Linked DNA regions of Mus musculus: regions 2, 3, 4, 5, 6 and 7 are each linked to region 1. Evidence: chromatin contacts called from public HiChIP or PLAC-seq and promoter capture Hi-C data. All regions are on one chromosome and are shown on one strand. The core of a region is the stretch at or near the end of the contact, and the rest is flanking DNA. Distances in the headings are between cores, read along the strand shown.

Region 1 (3,173 bases), core at 233-2,732:
CACTTCTACCATAAAGGTCCCAGGGATTGAACTCAGGTTGTATTGGGCTTGGGAGCGGTTCCTTGACCGTCTGAGCTCCTTACAGAGGCTCAACCTGTTTGTTAGACATCCACTTATTTATTTGTTCCCATGTCTTCCTTCTTTGGTAACACATTGATTTATTTGAGGTCAAAGTTAGGTTAGGAAGGTGTACTTCTGTGGCTGAACAATTGTGTAGCGCGTACCAGGCAGGTTCTGCGGGTTCAGTGCCCAGCACAGGGGATCTAATGAGCGAAAAATTATATTGCCTTAGATGAAAAGATAACTTTCCAACATATACTAGAATTGCACAGGACTTAATAGCTTCAAAGTGATTAGATTTTGGTATTTTGAATAGATTAAGAGCTATTGGCCCCTGCTGTCTCATTAATATAAAATAGCACAGTTGTGCTGTCTTTGTGCTTCATGTAAATACAGCTCACCTACTTGACAAGTATTTTCTGAGCTCCTACTTTATGCTTTAGACCTATCAGGGTCCCGCATATAGCGCAGATCATAGCTTCCACCATGGTAGTGGGAGCTGGGTGCGGAGCAATTGCCCAATTAAAATACAATCAAAATCAGGATTCATTGGTCAGTCAGGTACTTCCTCCACTGTGGAGTGGATTGTGAGGACAGGCTGCCCTGAACAAGGTTAAAGATCAGAATCAAACTCTAATGCTGAACTTAACTGACAGGCTGCCAATTACAGCTTTGAAATCCTTCAAGGAATTTAACGTTGTCCTAAAATATCACACCGTAATAACGGCTTTAGTCCCTTGAGTGGTCCTGCTTTGGTAAGAACAGCAGGTAAATATGTCTGCAACTTGCTTCAATTCAATCCTGGCTTCTTCGTTTATAATCTGATTCTGGCAGATCCAGTTAGGGCGTGAGGTTTCCGGATCCGTACAAAACTCTGAGAAAGCCTCAGGGGCCAGGCTCCGGCGCCCGGGAAGTTAAGAGCCATTCCGTGACGCAGTCGCCCAGCCGATCCAAGTCTCACGATCGGCCCGGGAGGGGGCGGGGGGCGAGTTCACCCGAAGCCACTCGGCAGAGACTGCCTTGTAACTGTCATGTTAGGCGTCCGAGGGACGGCGCTTCCGGGCAGACGCAGCCCTGCGTCGTCGGTTTTCCGGCCTTTTCCTCAGTGAGAGAGCTTCTGGCGTGCTCTGGGTCGCCGCCTCAGAAGGAGCCAGGCTCGCTAACAGCGGCTCGGAAGTCAGGGGACATCAGTCTCGACTGTTCTTCGAACAAAGCCGAGCCGCCTGCGGAGAAGCCAGCCAGCCCTTCAGGGCCCGCCCCACCCTTGTCCCACCCCCTGTCGGCTACACCTCGCGAGACCGGGCAACGAGACTTCCCAGAAAGCCTTGGGCTACACTCAACCGCGGTTCGCCAGTCGCGCCTGGGCGGGACGGTGGGAGGGGCCTGCCTAGCGATTTAGCGGCCTGGAAGGCCACGCCCCAAGTCGGAAGTGACGGAGCCGAGCTAGCGCGACGAGGCCGCCTCTATGGTCTTCCTCTCCTTCTGGAGTCGGGAAATGGCCGCTGTGTAGTTAGCACGGAGGTAAACCCTGCACGCACATCGTGCTTCGGCGTGTCAGGTAGGCCTCGCGCCGCATTCGAGTCACTCAAAGGAGAAAGCCGAGGCGACAGGGCGGTTGGGTATCGACAACTCTGACGCGTGGTGACGGGTCGGCGGCGGGAACGGGGACCCCGAGCCGTTACTCGTGCGTTTTCCTCCTCGCTCCCTCGGGTCTGGAAGGCGCCGCGGGCCGCCGGGGTGGGGGGATGGGGGAGCTGCGCCACCAGCGGGCCGGGCTGCGAACCTGGCTCGGGGCCGGAGCCCGGGAGGCCTCGGCGTGCGCGTGCGCAAACCGCTCGCCGACCCTTCCCCCACGGCCTCGGCTGGGACTCCTGCGCGCGCCCGGCCCAGGGCTCTGCGCACGCGTGCTTTTTTCCCCTTTCTTCCCTGCCCATGGCAACGCCGCCGCGTGTGTTAGTTTCCGAGCCTTGCTTGTTGTTGGCCTTGGGGGAGGCGTCTTCCTTCCTGGTCCTAGCCTTTGGGACTCGGAGGAGATAACGGCGAGCTGCGACAAAGTTAAGCAACGGAATCAGCCACGTCGTGCGTGGCGGTTAAGCCGCCTCCCTCGCCTCTATGGGGTACATATGTCGGTTTAGGCCAGGCTTAATCAGATGAAGGCTTTCGATCTGTTTGTAGCAGACACCTGGGTGTTGGCGCCAAAGTTTTTCGTTTTGGCTCCCTACCAACTCACTGTTGTAGCCGATCAGTAGGTGCGTAGTTCCAGTTTCTAGCGGGATGCGACTAAGAGAGGGGCCCTTTCTCAGTAATCCAAGCGCTGACATACCTTTTTTTTTTTTTTTTTTTCTTGTTTTTCCAGACAGGGTTTCTCTGTGTAGCCCTGGCTGTCCTGGAACTCACTCTGTAGACCAGGCTGGCCTCGAACAGAAATCCGCCTGCCTCTGCCTCCCAAGTGTTGGGATTAAAGGCGTGCGCCACCACCGCCCCGGCTACCTTTTTTGGTAAGAGTTAGCACACTTTAGAAATTGAGGATATTGGCAGCGGTGATTGGGGGGATAAATGGGTGAAGGAAGAAGGTTATAGTTCTGTCACTCAGTGCTGGCCTTGAACTCCCAGTTAATCTCCTGCCTTAGCTTCGGGAGTGGTGGGATAATAGTATTTTTTTTTCGTCACTTCTTCGTCACCCCAGCTGAGTTTTAAGATTTGTTTTCTTGGTCTGGGGAGTGACCAGAATATTGGATTTCTGTACCCTAGACGATCTTCTTGGGTCCAAGTGGCTTCGAACTACGGGTTCTCCATGTATATATGTGTTTGGGTTATAGATGTGCAAATTCATACCCAACATATTTTAAGTTTATCTAGTTAAAGTGAGGACCTGTACTTTCTACCTTTAAATTTAAAGTTTTCTATTAGAATTGAAAAGGAGAAAAATTGAAAGGGAAAAAAAACCTGTTAGTCACTTCAGACTCACATCCTGTTGGTACAGCATATATATTTTTGTATTAAAAGGGAATCGTAGAACAAAATGTCTTGTCCTCACTATGAGCTTGTATTCTAGATTAGCCCTAACTGGGATAGTTGGTACTGTTACGCAATAAAGGACCTTTAAAGACTTA
Region 2 (3,173 bases), core at 404-2,903, 950 kb after region 1:
ATGGGTTCTACCCTTTGCTGAAGGACTCTCTCTCTCTCTCTCTCTCTCTCTCTGGTGTGTGTGTGTGTGGTATGTGGTGTGTGTGTGGTGTGTGTGTGTGTGTGTATGTGTGTGTGTATGTGTACGTGTATGAATGTGTGGTGTGTGTGTGTGATGTGTGTGTGTGTGTGTGTGTGTGGTGTGTATGTGTGGTGTGTATGTGTGGTGTGTATGTGTGGTGTGTGTGTGTGGTATGTGGTGTGTGTGGTATGCGTGTGTATGTGTACATGTGTGAATGTGTGTGTGTGGTGTGGGGGGTGTGTGTGTGGGGATGTGTGTGTAGTGTGTGTGGTATGGTATGTGATGTGTGTGATGTGTGTGGTATGTGGTGTGTGTGTATGTGTACATGTGTGAATGTGTGTATGTGTGTGTGTGGTATGTGGTGTGTGTGTATGTGTACATGTGTGAATGTGTGTGTGTGGGGTGTGTGTGTGTGTGTGTGTGTGTGTGTGTGTATCCTTGTGCCTGAACCATACTTTCAACTCCCAGGCATAGTTTTTTTTCCATGTAAATTTTATGCCACACAAATCTTCCATGTTTCAAATTAATAACATTTAAAAAATCTTCAAAACAATTTTAAACAAAACTCATTATTTCTTCTCTCTAGTGTTTTGCAAACTTTGTTTTCCAATTTAAAAATAATAGCTTAAATAAATAAATAAAGGCAGGCAGTGATGGCAGACATCTTTAATCCGACCACTCAGGAGGCAGAGGCAGGCGGAACTGAGTTCGAGGACAGCCTGGTCTACACGGTTTCAGGACAGGCAGAGCTATACAGAGAAACTCTGTCTAAAAAAAACCTCACCAAACAAACAAAGCCACCAGCCACTCTTACTGTGCACAGGCATCCTGAAGACCATGTCGCAAAGCTTACAAACATTTCTCCACAGAAAGCACTGCTGTTCGCAGCAAATGTGTCATGCTTAGTTTATACTTAGAGTGTAAATAATTAGACAGGCAGAAATATTGACCAGGTGGGCCACTTACATATATTCACATATTGATCTAAAACATACTACTGTGAATCACAGTAGCAAGAATATACTGCAGTATTGCAGGGTGCTCTTGAGCATATGTAGTGGTGGTTTTCAAGGCATTTAAAAGCACTCTGCACTTGACACCACTTGTGTGCATCTGAGGCATGATTAGACGATTAATGTTCGTTAGTATCAATAAAACTTCTAAAGATTCTAACTACAAGGAGTATCCATAAAGCAGTATTTAATTTAATTTAAGATAAAAGGTTTTAAGTGAAATTTATGGATAGAATCTGGTGACCCAATTTCTCTTCTGTTTTAGACACCTCATTTTTTTTTAAGTAGCAAAACATAAGTTGAATTGTTGATTTTTCATAGTTCCACACTCAAGAGGTGAATGACCCTAAAGGGATTCGGTGAACATCATTAAATTACTTTCAATATTTGTGATTTGTGTTTTCCACATGTGACACAGCTTGCAATGCCTAGTTGAATCATCATATAGTTTAAACAAACCATTTTTTCTATCAGGGGTATATATTATTGTATTATTAGTGAGTACATACAGATGTTTCAGAATCACACTCAAGAGTTTATATTATAATCAGAAACTATCAATAGCTAGTTAATGAACAACCTGATGATATCAAAATGTAACCTCTAGGTTACAGATCAGTATTAAAACGCCTGCTTTACATGCACAGGATAAAGCCCCAGGTTCAATCCCTAGTAAAACAACAACAACAACAACAACAAAACACACACACACACACACACACACACACACACACACGCACACCAATGAGGGAAGGATCTAGTATTTGTGGAAGAACATGTCTTCTAAACTATGTCTCTAACCCTGACACACTGGCTTTATCTCACTGGGTGGGAACTGTCACTATGTGCAACAAACTTTCATCATCGTGTGGTGACAATTTCTGTATCTCTGTGATAGCAGGGATAGTCTATTGTACAGCTGGTGACCCATCTTGACTTATGAGACTTTGAACTCTGTAACAATCCATGTGGAAATGGTGCCTTCACCCTGTTTAGAGTTGTCTTTTCTTAAGCTAGCAATTAAAAATTAGGGGTAACTTTTTTTCTCTTCATTCTTTCTGGGTTGGTACTTAGTGGCATATATCTCTGTTTTGAGCTCCTGGGCATTGGGAAGGAGACAGAGAGACAGAGGCTAAGGAAGAGAAAGAGGAGAGGGGAAGGGAGAAGAAAGAGGACTGGAGAGAAGAGAAGTAAGGGGTTGGAGAGAAGAGAAGGAGAGAAGGCAGAGCGGGAGAGGAAGAAAGGACCCTGACAGACCAGGAAGAAAACACTATAATAGTGGCTGTAATCACTGATGAACATGGGTTTTATTGGCCATCTCATAAGCACAGTAAACACGTTTTGTTTTGTTTTGTTTTGTTTTGTTTTGTTTTAAGCTATTTCTGAGTCCCCGCAGTAAGTACAGTCCAAGATGAAGCTGAGCTCATGGCACATGTGCCCAACCAGGTAGGCAGCACTTCTGCCTTAGGTCTGAGTTCCAGTTCCCTTGGGCTCCGGGGACCTGTAGCAGCTAGGCAGGGCCTCTGCTCTGAGACTGAGCCCCAGCTTTGCTAGGCTTTGAGGTTCTGACCAGCTCAGCTTTTGGGTGGTGGTTTCCTGTTGCAGGACATTTGATCACATTGTGAACCCTGGATTGTGAACTGGAAAAAAATGTGTTTCTTGTTGTGGTGTGTCTCAGCCCTAGCATACACCTATAGCCCAAGAGCTTTCTGTAAAGAAGAGCTAAATAAAGTTAACTATAGGTTAAGAGGCAGAGCAAGCAACGGTTGACAGAGAGTGAACATAAGAAAATCCAGGATAGAGGGAGGAGTGTCTTTGAGTTGGAGGGTATTTAAGATAGCATGGAAAAGAAGGAGAGGGAACATTTTCCTTTCGGGATGCTGGTGGAGTAGGAAGGTCAGCTGGGTGTTTTCTCTGCTTCTCTGAGCTAGCAGGCTTTTATCACAGTATCTGGCTCCTATATCTTCATTTTGGTGAATTGAATGTTTGGGATTTTGTTTTTAAAATAACAGTTTCTGGGACTACTCTCCTCTGTGTGGCTTCCATGTTCTATTTTGATTTTTTGAAACTTCTTGACTATCTGACGAGTTTCTTATTTAC
Region 3 (3,173 bases), core at 454-2,953, 910 kb after region 1:
ATCAGCAGGTTATCTCTTGATAAGGAGGTAGAACTATTGTGTGCTTATTTTCGTTATTTTTCTTATTTCTTGACACACACACACACACACACACACACACACTCATGCATGTGCATGCACTTGCATGTGCACACACAAACCCTGACAGAAATTTAAGGGAGGAATGACTTATTGTGACTGAAGGAGTTGACCCATGGAGGCCAGGATAGCTTGGCAACAGTCTAAGGGGTGGGCGGTGCAGTCTCTTCCCATGCTGGCTCAGCAGGAAACAGACACTACTGGAGTCGAAGGCAGATGTAACCACCAAGGGCCCACTCACAATGGCATAGGCCTATCTGCCACAGGTCCCGATTCCGAAAGGTCTCATAATCTAAAGTAGTGCCACCAACTGGGAACCGAGTATTTGAAGGACAAGCCTGTGGAGGACATTCCAGGCTAAACTGGTACAAGAATTTAATAAACATTGATATGGTTGTTGGGTCGGGGGCTGTTAATCAACAATCCAGTGTGTGGGGGGAAACCCATTTTTTAACAATTAGAAATGTAAATGCTTTTTGGTTTTTTTTGGTTTTGGTTTTTTGGTTTTTGAGGCAGGCTTTCTCTGTGTAGCCCTGGCTGTCCTGGAACTCACTTTGTAGACCAGGCAGGTCTAGAACTCAGAAATCTGCCTGCCTCTGCCTCCCGAGTGCTGGGATTAAAGGCGTGCATCACCACACCTGACTACCACCTGCTTTCTTAGAAATGTAAACGCACTGGGTGTTTTAAAAACACACAGCTTTCCATATAATTCTAGTTAAATAAAGGATCTTAAAACATAAAAATAAAAGAGGAAAGCAGGTTTGGGAGACCGTTTAGTTGGAAAAGTAGTTCCCTGGCAAACTTAAAAAACTAAACTTAATTCCCAGAACCTACACTTTAGCAAGTCAGGCATGGTTCCTGCACTTGTAATCCTGGTGCTGGAGACACAGAAACAGGAAGATCATTGAAGACTGGTGACAGCTAGCTTACCCAACTTGACAAGTTCTGGGCCTTAAAGAGATTCTGTATCAAAAAAAAAAAAAAAGAAAAGAAAAAAAAAAACCCCAAAACTGTGAAGAGTATCTTCAGTGTGACACATCAGACTAGCCCCTGGCTTCCACATATGTGTTAGCAAACAAGCATGCACTTGTGCGTGTGTGTGTGTGTGTGTGTGTGTGTGTGTGTGTGTGCGCGCGCGTGTACACACACACACACACACACACACACCAAACATGTGCTTGTAGACACAGACACACTCCCTGCTTCCTCCCATAAAAAAGTAAAAGGAAGAGTCAGGTATAGTGGCACATGCCTATAGTCCTAACACTGAGAAGGCAGAGGCAGGAGGATTGCCCATGAGGTTTAAGTCTAGCCTAATCTACATAGTAAGTTCCTGGGTAGCCAGCCCTATGTAGGAGGACCTTGTCTCAAAAATCCACCCCTTCTGACCAAAGGGAAGGAAGGAAGGAAGGAAGGAGGGAGGGAGGGAGGGAGGGAGGGAGGGAGGGAGGGAGGGAGGGAGGGAGGGAGGGAGGGAGGGAGGCTGAGGTGGCTAGCAGTTACCCGAGAGCACACTTAGACTCGTGTGTGGAGCAGATCCGGTCAGCACCATAAGGCCACAGATACTCCCGAAATCATAACCTCGGGGCTCTGCTTCACTAGTCATATGGAGACTCTCAGATGAAAATGTGGTTAGTCTGTGCAAATGAAACACGACTTTAGGAAAAAACAGCTCAGTGTGTGTGCCTGGGAGACCATGGTTCAGAAATATTTAGACAAGTAAAAAAACCATTTTATAAACATCCAATGCCGTGTGCTTTCATGGAGTCCCAAGTGACATTTCCTCTCACCCAGTTTCCTTTGTGACCAAGCATCTGGTGTCCTGTCACATAGAACAGTGGCCGCAAACCTGGGCCTCAGAGGTCTCTATTTATTTTTTAGACAGAAGTAAAATGCTCAGCTCATTTGTTAGTGCTATCTTGGTCTTACATTGGTATCTGTCTTACTATTAACGCTGGAAGGGGAAGAGAGCTTAGTTTTGATACTTTGGAAATCGACTTATGACTCTCTTTTTCTTTTTGTCAATTTCTTTCTGGAAAGAAGCCTCAGAGTGCCAGCGGTTGTGCTCTACGTCCTTACATTTGCTGGGAAGTGCTCACTCATCTCTTCAAGGCCTGACCTGAATGGCATTCGTGAGGGTGCCAGTATAAACGACAGAGGTCTGAAACTGGAAGCAGAATATCCTGACAAGCTCATTTGTTGGAATAAGTACTCCCAGTTGGTGGCACTGTTTTAAGAGGTCCAGAGACCATTTGGATTTGTGCTGTAGCTAGCCTAGATGGGATACAAGGGGAGGAGAGGGGCAGGCCTTGAGCATAATATCTGCTTTTGTTTTATTCAGCCTGAATAAGCCCCGCTGCAAGCGCCTGCCACCAGAGACAGAGCCTCCCTGGCTGTCATGCCTCCACACCATGGTGGCTGGCACCCTCTGAACTGTGGGCTAAAACTAACTTCTGTTGGGTGCTTTGTCGTGGAGATGAGAAATGTGGCTAAGACAGTAAGGGAAATGCCACCAGATAATTTCGAGTCTACTCAAGGAAATATTTATTCTGTTTTTTTCCCACTAATGTGTCTATTAAGTTTGGACAGTAGACAAAGTTGATTGATATATTTTTCATGGCGTTTGATCAAGATTTGTAGCTAACTCTGGAACGTGGTAGGTCTCCAGGTCACACAACCAGTGTGGTGACAGCAATCATTCCCTACCAACAGTGTTAGAAGACCAGTGCTGTACCTGCATCTTCGCTCTCTGATTATCCATCCTTTGGGGTCCTGAAGCCCTTCCTATACCAACTTCAAGAAAGCTTTTGACCTCTTTTCACAATAGCCTGCTCTTCCATTTTCTGGAGAGATTATAGTATGGCTTAATAGTTTTCTTTGACAGACATCTGAACACTCTCTATCCGACCCAACTTTAAAATAATCAACAGTAACATAATCTTGGAGACTCACCATTTTATACAGAAGCAGGTACATTTGTCGGGAAAAGACTGGATGCAAATTGCCATTTTCTCAGGCTTCCGAGACTTTCTCAGACTTTCCCAGAGTCACCTCCATTTGTCCCCTGTGAGGAGCTCTGCTAAGCTGACAGCACA
Region 4 (3,173 bases), core at 470-2,969, 850 kb after region 1:
GAAACCTCTTAAAGGGTGGCACTTAGGCTGGCGCGGCAGGCCCGGGGCCAGGCACTGGGAGCCAAGATTCAAGGTCTCCCCAATTCACCCCCTTCTTGTTCCGATGCCCAGCGGTTGCCGCTCCCCGCCTGGCCCATCCCGAGGGTGCGCGGCAGGGCCCACGCCCACGCTCCTGCAACTTCCCAGAGCCCGCGCCCTGCATGGCCAGGTCCTGATGGCTCCCCCCCCCCCCCAAAAAAAAAGAAAGAAAGAAAGAAAGAAAGAAAGAAAGAAAGAAAGAAAGAAAGGAAAGAAAGAGAGAGAACAGATTGTTTAGCGAAAATCAAACCACGAGTGGAAAGGCGGGCGCGGATAGACTGTGTCTCCGCGGACTCCCCCCCCCCCCCCCGAATCTTCCTTAGGGTCGGTCGGTCGGTGGCTTTGCCAGAGGCGGGCCACCAAAAGCAGCTGGAGCAGAGTGCTGGGAGCAGCGGCGACCTCAGCTGCTTCCACGTGTGCGCGGCCCAGGAGAAGAGCGGCGACATCGCCCGGGGTGCACTGCAGCTGCCTTGGGTGCCGCCTGCCTCCAGCACTTTGCGCCGAGTGGCGACCGCCACCGAGCTAAGCCCCGCATCTGTTGCTCTCTGGGAGCCCCGGCGTGTCCTCGGGAAACCCCGAGTCGGGCCGGACTTGAGCGCCAGCAACTGACAGTTCCGAGAGGATCCCTCTTCCCGAAGGTGGGGCCAAAATGGAAAGAGAGTGCACGCATCATCTCGGCCGGTGCGGTGACATGTGCGACGCGGGCGCGTGCAGTGTTTGCAAAAGCTTCTTCCATAACAAGTACAAGAATCTTCAAACGGCTGGGTTTAAAACAATCTGCAAACCCATTTTGTCCCCCTAAAATCTTTGCAGCTGCCTGCCTGTCAGCTGACACCTCTCTCGCCTCCATAATGAATGAATGAAATTTAAATGAACTACCTGCAGCTACTAAACAACCCGGCCTTTCCCTATATCTGCCATATGCTCTTCAAGTGCAAACACACCTCAATGCATGCAGCAATTAGGCTGCGACTCCCTCGCCGACACTCGGGGCATCAAGCCAAACACCTGGTGGGCTCCTCGGGTCTGATGGAACCGTTCAGTCCTCGGCTGAAGAGTGCCGAGCCCCCCCCCCACCCCACCCCCCAAAGAGAAACGAATCCCCGAGCAACTTGCAAAAAGAAAAAGAAAAAAGAAAGAAAAAGGGAAATAAAATAAAAAAGAGCCTCAGGGCATGCTTCCCACTATACCCGTGCGCTTCTCGCAGAGTTTTCCATTCATCCTTCTCCCGAGTGTCTTCTGCCACTGGCTGACAGCCCCGCAAACCAACAGGGAAGGCATTCCCACCTGCTCCGGGATGCCTGGATCCCCGCGCGCCCTAGCCCGAGGCCGCCCTCTCAGCCTCCCCATTACCTGTGTCGGGGTCTCCGGGCCATGGCGAGGCGGGCCGGGGCTCCGCCAAGAGCCCCGGGGACCGCACCGGTTGCCGCCTCCCGCTGCCCTCCGCCTTGCCTGCGTCCTCCCCCGGCTGCGCAGCGGCGCTCCGCACCGCCGGGGCGAAGTTTCTCCGGAGAAAGGGGAGGAGAAGGAGGTCACCGAGGAGGAGGAGGAGAAGGAGGAGAAGGAGGAGGAGGAAACAGGTTGATATTAAAGTGTAACTCTGTAAACAGATGCCATCAAACAAAGAGGTTTGGACACTCCCCCTCCCGCCAAATCTGGCGCCCCTGCAGTGCGCACGCGCCCTGCCCGCCGCCTCCGCGGTCGCCCGAGCTGCAGCCCGCCTGGCCGCCGCTCCCATTCGCCTCTCGCGCCGCGGAGCTGCTCCTGGCGCGCAGCGCGGCCGGGACGGCGGGCGGGCGGGGAGCCCGGGCTGGGGAGGGGCGGCCGGGGCCGCGGTGGCGCCTTTTCCTGCGCAAACCCCGCTCCGTGGCCGGGTGGCGCCGGCTCACACCGGGTCCCGCTGTTACCGCTTTCGGGGCTACGCGGTCGCTCCTCTCCGTAGGCTCCGGGGCTCCCGAGCCCGAATCAGCAGCGCTTCCATTCAAGGGCACCTCGATGGGGTTGGGTGACACACTTCTGCCTTCAGGGTTTCAACTGCGCCCCGACTTCAACACACCCGGGAGCAGAGAGTGTGAGGGATGATCGGTTGAATAGAGTGAGCGTACTTCCCCAACCCCCAACGATTTTTGACTAGGTCCAGTTTTTCATGTTTTAATTTTAAAGGGACATCTTTAATTCACTGGTAAGCGACAAAGGATACTTAAATACAGTCAGCCCTGTGGCTACAGCCTTTGACAGATCGAGCCCCGGGCTCATTTTTCAATCTCCTCCCAGATCCTGCAGCCCACACACCACCGGCTTTTTGTCATAAGCCCTTCCTCCCTCACTTAGACACACGCCGGGCCCACCCACCCTAGGAGGTGCCTACCACGCACTTCTGCCTCTGCAGAGTGCGCTCGGGTCCTGGGTCCTGCGTCAAACACTTGCTGGACAAACCTACTGGATCCCAAACAAACAACCCCTAGCAGTTCTCAGGAACTTGTGCACTCCTGATTCATTTTTTTTTTAAACCAAACCCATACCACTGGTTCTCAACCTGTGGGTCCCGACCCACTTGGGATTGCTCGACTGTTATCTTGTACGTTTGATATATATCTGATCTCTACATTATGATTCATAAGTAGCAAGATTACAGTTATAAAATACTGATGAAAATAATTTTATGTTTGGGGCCACCACATGAGAAACTTGTATTAAAGGGTCGCAGCTGAGACCCTTTAAAGGAAGGCTGAGAACCATTGAGCTAAACAGTAAGGACCCTGTTGGGTGTAATTTGAAGAGTTTACCAGCCACAAGTCAGCGAAGGTATCCCTGTAACTTTAACTACAGGTTCCCAAAGGAGCGATGTGCAAAGTGCTGAATTTATAAGGATTGGTGATTGGGGGATTTCAGGGGACTTTCAGTGTTACTTCTGTTTATAAATCAGTACCCTTGGGGATTTTTCTTTTCATTCTCAATACACACCAATTTATTTTGCCTTTAATCTTTTAGGAGTTCAAGACTTGTGCTGACTGGGTGTGTGAGTGTCCCAAGTGCTTTAGGGGTTCAAACATAGCTCAGAAAGCTTTTTTTTTCTTACTAAAAAAGCATGTTCT
Region 5 (3,173 bases), core at 352-2,851, 820 kb after region 1:
GTGCACAAGTGTGCTCGAAACAATCAGGTGCAGCTTGACATACTCCATAGCCACTGAATCGTCCTACAGCATTCCAAGGGACAGCATGTCACAGACAGGCTGCAACCAAGATGGCAGCCATCCCAGGTTGACTTCTGACACAAAGTCACATTTGATATTTTTCCTAACAATAAGCTTAGTTACAACATCCTTTGAAATGGTTCTAAACCAGCTGTTCTCAACTTGTGGATTGCAACTCCTTTGAGGGTGTGGGGGAGGGTTGAGGGAGTCACCTAAGACTATGGGAAAACACAGATTCATACTTTACAATTCAAAACAGTAGTAGTATTAAACGGTTGCAGATTAGGAAGACTGAGAAGTGCTGTAAAATGAGTATTTCCCTGGATCCAAATGCACAGACCGAACACACATGGCTCTGCGCAGGGTTTCAGTCCGCCCAGCGCCTCTGCTTGAGTGTTACTGCCTGCTAACTTGCAGGAGCGAAGGTTTTCCAGTGCAGCACAGAAATCAAACAGACACACTATATCACCTAAACTAATACAATTTAATTACTGAGTTAGGGCCTGTAATCCTTGCAGCAAAATATGACATATAATAATGAGCAGTTAAGAGACAACAAATCAGAGCCGGGCAGTAGTGGTGCACGCCTTTAATCCCAGCCCTCGGGAGGCAGAGGCAGGCGGATTTCTGAGTTCGAGGCCAGCCTGGTCTTCAGAGTGAGTTCCAGGACAGCCAGGGCTGCACAGAGAAACCCTGTCTCAAAAAAACCAAACCAAACCAAACAAAAAACGAGACAACAAATCAAATGGTGTATCCTCTACAGAGAAGCATATGTAGTGCTTAGAAACACTGACTAAGTGAGGAGGCTACTGTATAACTTAACCTAATGATACTGTGCATGTAGATTTAAAATTACACCATATATATACACATATATGTATATATATATATATATACATACACACACACACACACACACACATATATATATATGTATGTGTATTACCAAAAACATGTATCTTCAAAAGAATGGAGGAGGAAGAATGAAGGAAAAAACATATTGAAACAAAAAAGGCTTATTTCTATTTTTTTCTAAGAGCTTTTCCTACTAAAAAAAAGAAATTTTCTACTTGGCCTGATTTAATACAGAATAAAATTCCTGTATGCAAATTAAGTTTCTTAAGCTTCCACCACAATATAAGTTATGTTTGCTCCTGCTGATGGCCACACACTGAGCCGTCCTTTGCTGTATGGTATGTTAGATGACTCTTAACTGTCCATGCCTGTTCAGAGAATCATATCAACTTATCAATTTGAAAAGAATTGTGACTTTGATAAATCTCCAGGTTGATCATCCCTGGAGTGATATTTTGTCTTTCCTCCAGGACTAGATATTTAAGATAGAATCAATATATAAAGAATGTACTATATAGTTCTCATGAGTACTTTGTGGGGACTTTTCAAATAATCAGGTTCTCCTACAAAAGAGAATGTCTAAAGATCAAATTCACAATAATGAAAATACCCAGACTCCTCAGCACGTGTGCTAAGCCGGAGCCTAGCGCTAGGTCAGAGCCTCAGAGCCTAGGGCTAGGGAGAGGTCAGAACACGCAGTTCTTGGTGTGCACACGATAGGGTGCAGTAAGCTAGCGTGTGTGGAATCATTGTGGGCAGAAAGGCAGCTCGCATGAGCTAAGCAGCTTTGGGAGCTAGGAGGGCACACAGTAGGTACATCACAGAGAATGTAATAAGCTGAACAGAACACATACCAATGGCGAGAATGGAGAGCAAGGTCAGGTAGGCGGGCACTATGGTTCAAGCGAGGGGGATGGCCCGGGGAGTAAAGGGTTTACTCTTCAGTGAGGAAGAACCTGGGCTGGATTTCCAGAAACTGTGTTTTTTAAAAGGGGGGTGGGATTGGCACGGTAGTGTGCACTTGGAATCCTAGCACTAAGAAGGCAGGGGCAGGTGGATCCCTAGGGCTCACTAGCCAGCCAGCCTAGCCTACTTAGGTATTTGATGAGTTTCAGGGAGTGTCTCAAAAGAGATGGTAGGGTGGGATGGACAGACTCTGAGGAACACTATCCAAGGTTGTCCTCTGTCTGCAACATACCATCTGTGTGCTTCTCCCAAACACATACACAGAAAGAGGGAGGGAGAGAGGGAGGGAGGGAGGGAGGGAGGGGGAGAGAAGGAAAGAAGAGAAGAGGAAAAGAAGAGAAAGGAAAGAAAAGGAGGAGAGGAGAGGAGAGGAGAGGAGAGGAGAGGAGAGGAGAGGAGAGGAGAGGAGAGGAGAGGAGAGGAGAGGAGAGGAGAGGAGAGGAGAGAAGAGAAGAGAAGAGAAGAGAAGAGAAGAAGAGAAGAGAAAAAAAGACTGTCAAGGTCAGCTTCCTTTTTCCTTAGGATCTTGAACTGGGGACCCCACAGCAACTTCTCAAGAACATGATAGCTGTGACAAACCAGGATTAGGTGTCTTTCTGTTAAGGGCTATTTTTGAATGCTGTCACCTCAATTTCTGTGTGTTTCTGTTTTCAACTCCTGCATTTCTGTTTACTTTAAGAGAGCAGTTAGGCGCAGCAGCTTCTGCATGTGAATTCTTGCTGCTTCTAAACCCAGTGTTCTGTAGATGTCAGCCTGTCTGAATTCATTTAAATGTTAATAGAATCCTACCCTACATCCTCCTGTGGCGGCCAGGAGAGTCACCTTGCTTATCCTGTAATGCATCTTTCATTGCCGCTGGGCAGACGTGAGCTATAAACAGTCTGTCAAAACTTTAACTGGGATATCCTGTTAAAGCACTTTGAAAAAAAAACATCCAGACCCTTTGCAAAAGCCCAATAAATGAAAGGAGCCGAGACCACGCCCACAGGTGGTTTTCTGACAGAACTAGATTATTGCAACATTTCCCGTGGGCTCCCCTCATGCTGAATAACTGTATTATTACATTCATAAAGCCACACAGTATCTGCTGAGGTCAAGGCGCCTGGGAAATTCTATTTTACAATGTGAAGATGTAATAAGACAGCGAGATGAATCTAATATATATTTTATTATTTATTTAATATTTTATTATTATAACATATAATTACTATCTTATTGATATTTATATTACTTTTAAAAAAACTAATATATATGGATTGATAGTGTCTAAGGAATCCAGAGTAAGAATTCTC
Region 6 (3,173 bases), core at 467-2,966, 760 kb after region 1:
TGTCAGCAACTCCAGTGGCAGGATCAGTGCCTTCTTCTGTCCTCCTTGGATACTACGTGGTGTACATGCATGCATATGTACGTACGCACATACGTATGTACATGCATACAGGCAAAATACTCATACCCATAAAATAAAAATAAATTTGTTTTTTAAAAAAGACCAATAAAGTTTTTAAATAGCAGCTGGGCTAGAAAAGAATGTTACCTAAAGGATTTGTACCTGTAGCGTATAGAATTTTCCTAATGATTTTGTACCTGTAGCATATAGAATTTTCCTAATGATTTTGTACGTGTAGCGTATAGAAAGCTCCAAGAGATCATCAGAGAAAGAAACATCATTTTTTATCACAAAAATGACAGCAAGTTTCAAAATATAGGAAATATAATTTTTATGAGAACACAAGGAAGTGGGTTACACTCATAGATGTATGTCCCTGTGTACAGTCCAGTCGCTCTTCATGGATGCAAGCTTGCTAGTAAGTTTGTTTTTATTTTCATGAAAGAGAGCATGTGAGTGTACGGTTCTCACAATTCTTACATAGCTATGTGTGATGAAGACTGTCACCCCAGTTGCTCATGTTCGAAGCTGGAAGAGTGGTGAGAGCAAGGGGTTCAAAGCTGTTCTGGGCCAACTAGGGAAACTCCATCTCAAAACTAAATATGTCCCTTACTAGACAGCAGGGAAATATTTGAGGACAAGGGAGAGAGTCAGTTAAAAGACTGTGTCTTCAAGTGGATGTCTAAGAGAAAATTTTAATTCAGTCTTTATGAGGAAAGCATTGGTTAAATTATCTCTGACTCAATATGCTGGCTCAGCTGTTTGCCTCTTAGTGGGAGGTTGATGGTTAAGCCCACCTGCGCAGCACAATTGAGACTGTTGTTTCAGTGGATGCTCTTCTAAAAGGAATTTATTAAATTGTGAAACACTTTTTTTTTCACTTTCAGGTTTTATCTTTATTTCTTTTTTTTATATTTTTTATTACATATTTTCCTCAATTACATTTCCAATGCTATCCCAAAAGTCCCCCACACCCTCCCCCCACCACTTCCCTACCCACCCATTCCCATGTTTTTGGCCCTGGCGTTCCCCTGTACTGGGGCATATACAGTTTGCGTGTCCAATGGGCCTCTCTTTGCAGTGATGGCCGACTAAGCCATCTTTTGATAAAATTGTGAAACACTTAAATAATCAATTGTCAGGTACTCATTATTCATTGGACACAGTTTTTGTCATGTTTTTGGCATATTGCATATGAGTGGAAAGATGCGATTGATAAATCTAGAAGGTAGGTATAAATAGTCAGTGCGTGTGGCCCTGAACAGCAGCATCAGCAGGTGTGGGCTCACTGTCTGGATGCTGAGGCTCAGCACGCGCCCCTGAACAGCAGCATCAGCAGGTGTGGGCTCACTGTCTGGGTGCTGAGGCTGTGCTGAGAATTTTTCCTTTGTATCTATTTATTTCCTGATTTTTTTTTCTACTCAACGTTTTCACACTACTTCAGTATTCTCTTCAAAATGAACATAATTTCAAAAGTTCTAACATGATCTATTCTTTCTACACAAGAGCCCGAGGCTCAAGGTCTCCTAACACCCAGTTCCCTAAGCGGGGTGTTCTCCTCTTCCGTGTTGAGAGCTCTGCCTGGATAGCAAGTTCTTGCAGTGCTCGCAGGCCGCCACTGCATGCTGGCATTTCCTGCGTGGGAGCTCAGCACAGAGCCTAACCCGTACCGGGTCCAGTTCCTTCTGACATAAGGCCTGGCCTGCCACTCAGTGTCGCTGCTCTACACACACATCAGGTTTCATATTCACTTTCATGATCTTGCTGTATAGATCCCCCTTTCTCTCTGTCTACGGCCTCTGTCCTGTGTTAGCTGTAGGCCTACTCTGTATGAACAGACCTCAGCGGAGGGGTTTGGACTTGGGCTTGTGTTTCTTGAGAGAATGGGGCTTCCATGACTGTCCCTCTGTCCCTTTCATCCTAACCCTGCCTCCCGCTAACAGGCAGCCTGTATGTTTCTTGCACTGTTCCTTCCTCCTGACGGTCTGAGTCGTTTCCCTCAGAGACTGTCGCTGCTGCTTCAGCTTTCTCTCAGCTTCTCTCAGGGCTTCCGCTCTGGAGTTTCTCCTGCTTCTCTGTTTACTTTTCAAAGCTCAGCCTCCATCTTCTGCACCTGCGGAGTCATCACTGATTCCCAGCTGTGGCCTGTCACCCTTCCCTTTCTTTCTTCCTCCTGTGCCACCACCATGCACCCTCCCCTTCTGTCTGTTGTGTTGTCCTAACCTTTCTTCTCCTCTCTGTGCTCTGCAGGTTTTAGGGTCTCTGTATGATTTGTACCTGCATTTATTTGAACCTCCACTCTTCTCTTTCCCTCTCTTATCCGTCCCTAATTGGGCCAGAAGTGTGACATGATAACAGAAATGACTTTCTGACTCCTCCTGTTACTATAGTATTTTAGCATGTTGTGTCTGTTGCATTTTACACTTAAACCAGTTGCTCTCATGAGTTTCACTTTCTGCGCTTCTGCACATCACAGGAGTTTATCTGTGTAATTGCACTTAACAAATTTAAAATCAGAAAACCTGAACTAACAACAGAATTTTTCCCAACCTTGGATGTAAATTTTTTCTCAGACGGAAAAAAAATAACATAAACACATACTTAAAGTAAGGCCTGTTTTGGAAAACACAAGTGTTTGCCTCCCCGGGAAGGCCAGTGGGCTAGCCTCTGCTCTTGCCTGCCACAGTGTGTCAGCAATTGCTTTTCTCAGAGGTGGTGAGTTGACCTAACCTGCTGCCATTGTCTCAAGGCTATATCTTGTTTCTAAGGATAGTCCAGTGCTCTGGCCTCTCTGGTTAGAGGGGTCCCAGGAGGTTTAAGTCCAGAGTCAACTGTGCCGCTCAAATGGTCAATCCCTCTGTCTGTCACCCACTCGCTATCCGTGTCCACTGTAGATTCTAAGAAAGCAACATCTGTATGTTGGCCCTTGATTTTTAGTAATAATTTAACTTGTTGTATCCCAAGATTCTGTTAGATACATGGTCAGCATGATAGCCAGTGATGATGACAGCCATGGCGGATCAGAAGCACAAAACGCCTTGGCTCACTTGGCTCTTATAGTTTGAAAACTATAATTAGCCCAGTTTGAAATTTAGACCCAGCCATGGAGTGAG
Region 7 (3,173 bases), core at 387-2,886, 740 kb after region 1:
CCAAGTTCAACCAAAGAATACGTTGTTTCAGATGAGAAGTTGCTAGCATTTTAGATGCAAGCCCATCCTTGCATACCACATCCTTGCATACCGCTCAGCAGCTTCTCCTGAGCCACGTCCTTTCTGCCATGGCTTTCCAGCCTGAGAAGAGAGTCTAGCCAAAGATCAGGCTCCGTGGCTGGAATGTAGACTGTTGACTTGGCAGGCACTTCATTGCCTCGCTGGGTAACAAGTCTGTGCCTAAATGGCAATAATACCATGGTGACATGCTCCAGGAACTGTCCCATTGCTTCAGAGCATGGGCTCTCAGCCTTCCTAATGCTGTAGTCCTGAATACAGTTCCTTCCTCATGTTGTGGTGACCCAACCATAAAACTGTTTCATTACTACTTCATAATACTATAATGTGCTGCATTGGATACTAAGAAAGCATCCACTGATCATTGGGTATATACCATTGATCATTGGGTATATACCATTAGAGGTATAGTGGGCAATCTGAAGCCAGGCCTGTCTTATGGAACCCTGTCTCTCAAGAGACTCTTTCATCAGTGGATGCTTATGAAAATTTAGTGAAAGCTAAATATCCATTACTAAGATATCTATCATCAGGCATTGATATATTAATGTCAGTTATTGATATATTAATGCTATGTGTTAATATAGCATACATATTGTCAGTTCGTGAACTCTAATCGAGGGTGGAACACCATGCACATTAGGATTTAAATAGTCAGTGAAAGAACCCATCAGCCTAGTTACAAAGACCTACAGCGGTGTGTTTCCATGATACAGTTTTGTAACATGGACATTTTGAAGCCTTGTTTGGGAAAAATGGTAAAGTAAGCATATTTATACACATGAATGGCATGTGCATGCACGCCGCTGTGCCCCACTCTCTACAGTGCACCGGGTCTGGGTGGACTGAGCTCCCCCAGATGCTAGAAAGGGCTTTTAAACCCTCAGCCAGGCAGCAGCACCAGTTTTGACTTGTGCTTTTTTTTTTTCTTTAAACAAAAACAAATCAAATATAAGGGGTAGTGTCATAAAACAAAGGAGAGGATTGTCTTAGGACTTCTCCTCTTAGTTCCTAGCTAACAAAGATCAGCCTTTACAGGGAAGTCAGGAGATTTAGGCTGTTGGTATAAAAATATCAAAAGCTGTTTTTCAAGAAAAGTTTCTCTCAAAAAGAGACTTGAGCAGTCAACTCGGGATGGTAACGGAATTAAATGGCCAGGTTGTCCCATTGAGCCTTTCCTTTTTGTAATGCTGATAACCTGCATTTTTCTCTTTCAGATGCATCTGCTTAGCACACAGGACAGGACCTAAAGGAGTTTTATAAAGTGCTTAAGGGAATGGTGTGTTATGGGTTTTGTTTTTTGGGTTTTTTTTTTTTTTTGGTTTTTTTTTTTTTAATTTGCTTCACACTTTCAAACTTTAACATCTGGTATTTTGAAGCTAATCTTGGTGTGTTGAATGTTCTTAGCCATTTCTCAATCCCACAGTCTTTTATCTTGCTTCTCCTGCTGTGTTCCCACCACCCCTGATCCTATTAGCAACCCCTGAGACAGCCTCAGACTTGCCAAAGTCCTGCTTTGGTTTCAGCTGCTCTTCTGCAAGAGGAAGTGAGTGTTGGGGCTTTTTCTGTGGCACAGTTGTGATAAAGCTGTGGTGGTCTTATCTCTCTCTTAGGTAGTGGCTCTTTATGACTACACAGCCAGCCGATCAGATGAACTAACCATCCATCGTGGAGACATTATCCGAGTGTATTTCAAAGATAATGAAGACTGGTGGTACGGCAGCGTAAGAAAGGGGCAGGAAGGGTTCTTTCCAGCTAATCATGTGGCCAGTGAAAGTAAGTGCACGCAGTCTTCCTGGTACACTATGATAGAACGGAGCCCAAGATGTGATCATTCACTACTCTTTAATGCATGTATTGTCTATATGACCATTGCTTATGTTTAGCATGGAATATTTTTCATCCTCATGATGGGAAAACTGAAAAGGCGATGCACTAGTATGCCAGAGAGCTACTCAGCTCTGAGATTGGAGTGCCTGCTGACTGCCCTTGTCATGCCCGGGGAGCCTGTGGCAGCTGCCCAGCTCTGCTCCCGCCACAGGGGCTGTTGGTTGATTAGCGGCGTAGGAACTTCAGCTCCCTCAGCTCCCACTCTACCTGTGTCCACCTCAGCTCTGGCCGGGGTCTCCGTAGCAACACCAGTGAGCGGGGCTTGTTCCTTCTCAAGTTCACTAAATGAGAAGAAGAGAGCACAAACACTTCCCAGTGAGGCAGACATGGCTTTTGAAAGCTGAAACTAGGCTACCGCAGGGAGCCCAAGGTGGACTGTCCTGGAGGAGGGGCACCCAGCAGGGCTGCTTCTTCGGAATGCATGCTAATTACCTGTCCTAATTGCCGCTGCTGGCCTGGTGGCATGCTGGGAGACCTGCAGCCCACGCGCAGCTTATACTGACCTAGGGGACTTCTTCGCCTTTGAAATAAGGACTTTGAGCGACATCAGCTACGCTTTCGTACACAGACACTGATATGCTGGTTCTGATTGCCTTTTGTTTCTGCAAACAATTATTTATTCCTAATCATTGATTTTCATGCTAATCTTTGAAGCCCCGTTTAAAACATATTATGACTGAATAAATGGACTATTAATTCCTGGCTTAAGTTCCAGAATTTGAGAGTAAAAGGATATTTTTTAAAATTAAAAGGAGGAAAAAGAATGTCTTCCTTGATTGTCATGCTAGGCTCCATCTAGATGAAGTGACTTCCCTTTAATGTCACACACCCCCCCCCCCCCCCCCCACTTACTGCCCACTGGTCCTTCCCAAAGCTGTAGGCTGGTGTCTGTCTTGCTGCAGCTCCCTCCTCCCCTTAAAAGTGCCAAGGAGTGCAAAAAGTACCCACTTTCTGTCTCCTGCAACACAATTTTTAATTTTCTACTTGTCCCTGGTTTGTGTATTCTGTAAGGAACTAATAGCTTGTAAACTCTCCTCAAGGCGAGTTCTTTGGCTAAAGAAAATGCACACTGGAGAAAGCTTTAGGCAGGGTGAAAGGAAGTTGTAGGAAAGGTAACTCCCAAATAGACTTAAGACCGCTTTAAAGTCCTCTCCCACTTGTAACTTCCTGACAGGCATTAACATCCAAATGTCCCTCAGCAGCTC

The links. Promoter capture Hi-C pulls out the DNA fragments that hold promoters and counts their contacts. HiChIP or PLAC-seq counts read pairs in DNA pulled down with a chosen protein or histone mark.
Region 2: a contact with region 1 is called in a promoter capture Hi-C map of liver, with 3 times the contacts expected there. The contact joins the enhancer-like site here to the promoter of Bclaf1 in region 1. A contact is called at or near these places in 1 of 39 promoter capture datasets (liver) and 3 of 115 datasets of contacts at active chromatin or transcription factors (large pre-B cells, memory CD8 T cells and pro-B cells).
Region 3: a contact with region 1 is called in an H3K4me3 HiChIP or PLAC-seq map of pro-B cells, with 2.8 times the contacts expected there. The contact joins the enhancer-like site here to the promoter of Bclaf1 in region 1. A contact is called at or near these places in 4 of 39 promoter capture datasets (the C10 cell line, the HPC-7 cell line, cranial neural crest and 1 more) and 6 of 115 datasets of contacts at active chromatin or transcription factors (cardiomyocytes, double positive thymocytes, embryonic stem cells and 3 more).
Region 4: a contact with region 1 is called in a promoter capture Hi-C map of neutrophils, with 4 times the contacts expected there. The contact joins the promoter of Myb here to the promoter of Bclaf1 in region 1. A contact is called at or near these places in 18 of 39 promoter capture datasets (the 3T3-L1 cell line, the C10 cell line, the HPC-7 cell line and 13 more), 1 of 15 datasets of contacts at CTCF or cohesin (large pre-B cells), 3 of 484 Hi-C or Micro-C datasets (embryonic stem cells, megakaryocyte-erythroid progenitors and pre-B cells), 18 of 115 datasets of contacts at active chromatin or transcription factors (DN3 thymocytes, the SCID.adh cell line, astrocytes and 14 more) and 3 of 9 other capture datasets (adipose tissue, liver and macrophages).
Region 5: an H3K27ac HiChIP or PLAC-seq map of embryonic stem cells shows a contact between it and region 1, with 2.3 times the contacts expected there. The contact joins the enhancer-like site here to the promoter of Bclaf1 in region 1. A contact is called at or near these places in 6 of 484 Hi-C or Micro-C datasets (B cells, the C10 cell line, LSK cells and 3 more) and 6 of 115 datasets of contacts at active chromatin or transcription factors (bone marrow-derived macrophages, double positive thymocytes, embryonic midbrain and 3 more).
Region 6: a contact with region 1 is called in an H3K27ac HiChIP or PLAC-seq map of thymic regulatory T cells, with 4 times the contacts expected there. The contact joins the enhancer-like site here to the promoter of Bclaf1 in region 1. A contact is called at or near these places in 3 of 39 promoter capture datasets (the C10 cell line, hippocampal neurons and liver) and 6 of 115 datasets of contacts at active chromatin or transcription factors (bone marrow-derived macrophages, cardiomyocytes, embryonic stem cells and 2 more).
Region 7: a promoter capture Hi-C map of neutrophils shows a contact between it and region 1, with 4 times the contacts expected there. The contact joins the enhancer-like site here to the promoter of Bclaf1 in region 1. A contact is called at or near these places in 2 of 39 promoter capture datasets (hippocampal neurons and neutrophils), 5 of 115 datasets of contacts at active chromatin or transcription factors (bone marrow-derived macrophages, cardiomyocytes, embryonic stem cells and 1 more) and 1 of 9 other capture datasets (macrophages).

The regions. Positions count from the first base shown.
Region 1 is chr10:20,310,987-20,314,159 of GRCm38.p6, forward strand. Bclaf1 (BCL2-associated transcription factor 1) reads left to right here and starts at 1,483. Exons shown (of 13, transcript NM_001025392.1): 1 at 1,483-1,618.
Region 2 is chr10:21,257,893-21,261,065 of GRCm38.p6, forward strand. No RefSeq gene overlaps it. Among named protein-coding and RNA genes, the nearest start is that of Gm33728, 7.2 kb to the left of the region's middle. Within about 2 kb of position 1,654, at least 15 of the 459 cell types and tissues checked have an H3K27ac peak or open chromatin away from gene starts, as enhancers often do. A contact at or near this core is called in liver, where this site is marked.
Region 3 is chr10:21,224,723-21,227,895 of GRCm38.p6, forward strand. It overlaps Gm33671 (a long non-coding RNA gene), which reads left to right. Exons shown (of 4, transcript XR_380153.2): 4 at 2,119-3,173. Among named protein-coding and RNA genes, the nearest start is that of Gm33671, 9.8 kb to the left of the region's middle. Within about 2 kb of position 1,704, at least 21 of the 459 cell types and tissues checked have an H3K27ac peak or open chromatin away from gene starts, as enhancers often do. A contact at or near this core is called in pre-B cells and pro-B cells, where this site is marked.
Region 4 is chr10:21,159,265-21,162,437 of GRCm38.p6, forward strand. It overlaps Myb (myeloblastosis oncogene), which reads right to left and starts at 1,720. Exons shown (of 16, transcript NM_001198914.1): 1 at 1,432-1,720. The coding sequence starts at 1,454.
Region 5 is chr10:21,128,425-21,131,597 of GRCm38.p6, forward strand. All of the region lies in intron 15 of Myb (myeloblastosis oncogene), which reads right to left. Among named protein-coding and RNA genes, the nearest start is that of Myb, 31 kb to the right of the region's middle. Within about 2 kb of position 1,602, at least 12 of the 459 cell types and tissues checked have an H3K27ac peak or open chromatin away from gene starts, as enhancers often do. A contact at or near this core is called in embryonic stem cells, where this site is marked.
Region 6 is chr10:21,075,520-21,078,692 of GRCm38.p6, forward strand. The region is part of intron 23 of Ahi1 (Abelson helper integration site 1); the gene reads left to right. Among named protein-coding and RNA genes, the nearest start is that of Gm20149, 33 kb to the left of the region's middle. Within about 2 kb of position 1,717, at least 124 of the 459 cell types and tissues checked have an H3K27ac peak or open chromatin away from gene starts, as enhancers often do. A contact at or near this core is called in bone marrow-derived macrophages and thymic regulatory T cells, where this site is marked.
Region 7 is chr10:21,053,290-21,056,462 of GRCm38.p6, forward strand. Ahi1 (Abelson helper integration site 1) reads left to right here. Exons shown (of 24, transcript NM_026203.3): 20 at 1,692-1,854. Among named protein-coding and RNA genes, the nearest start is that of Gm20149, 11 kb to the left of the region's middle. Within about 2 kb of position 1,637, at least 93 of the 459 cell types and tissues checked have an H3K27ac peak or open chromatin away from gene starts, as enhancers often do. A contact at or near this core is called in embryonic stem cells and neutrophils, where this site is marked.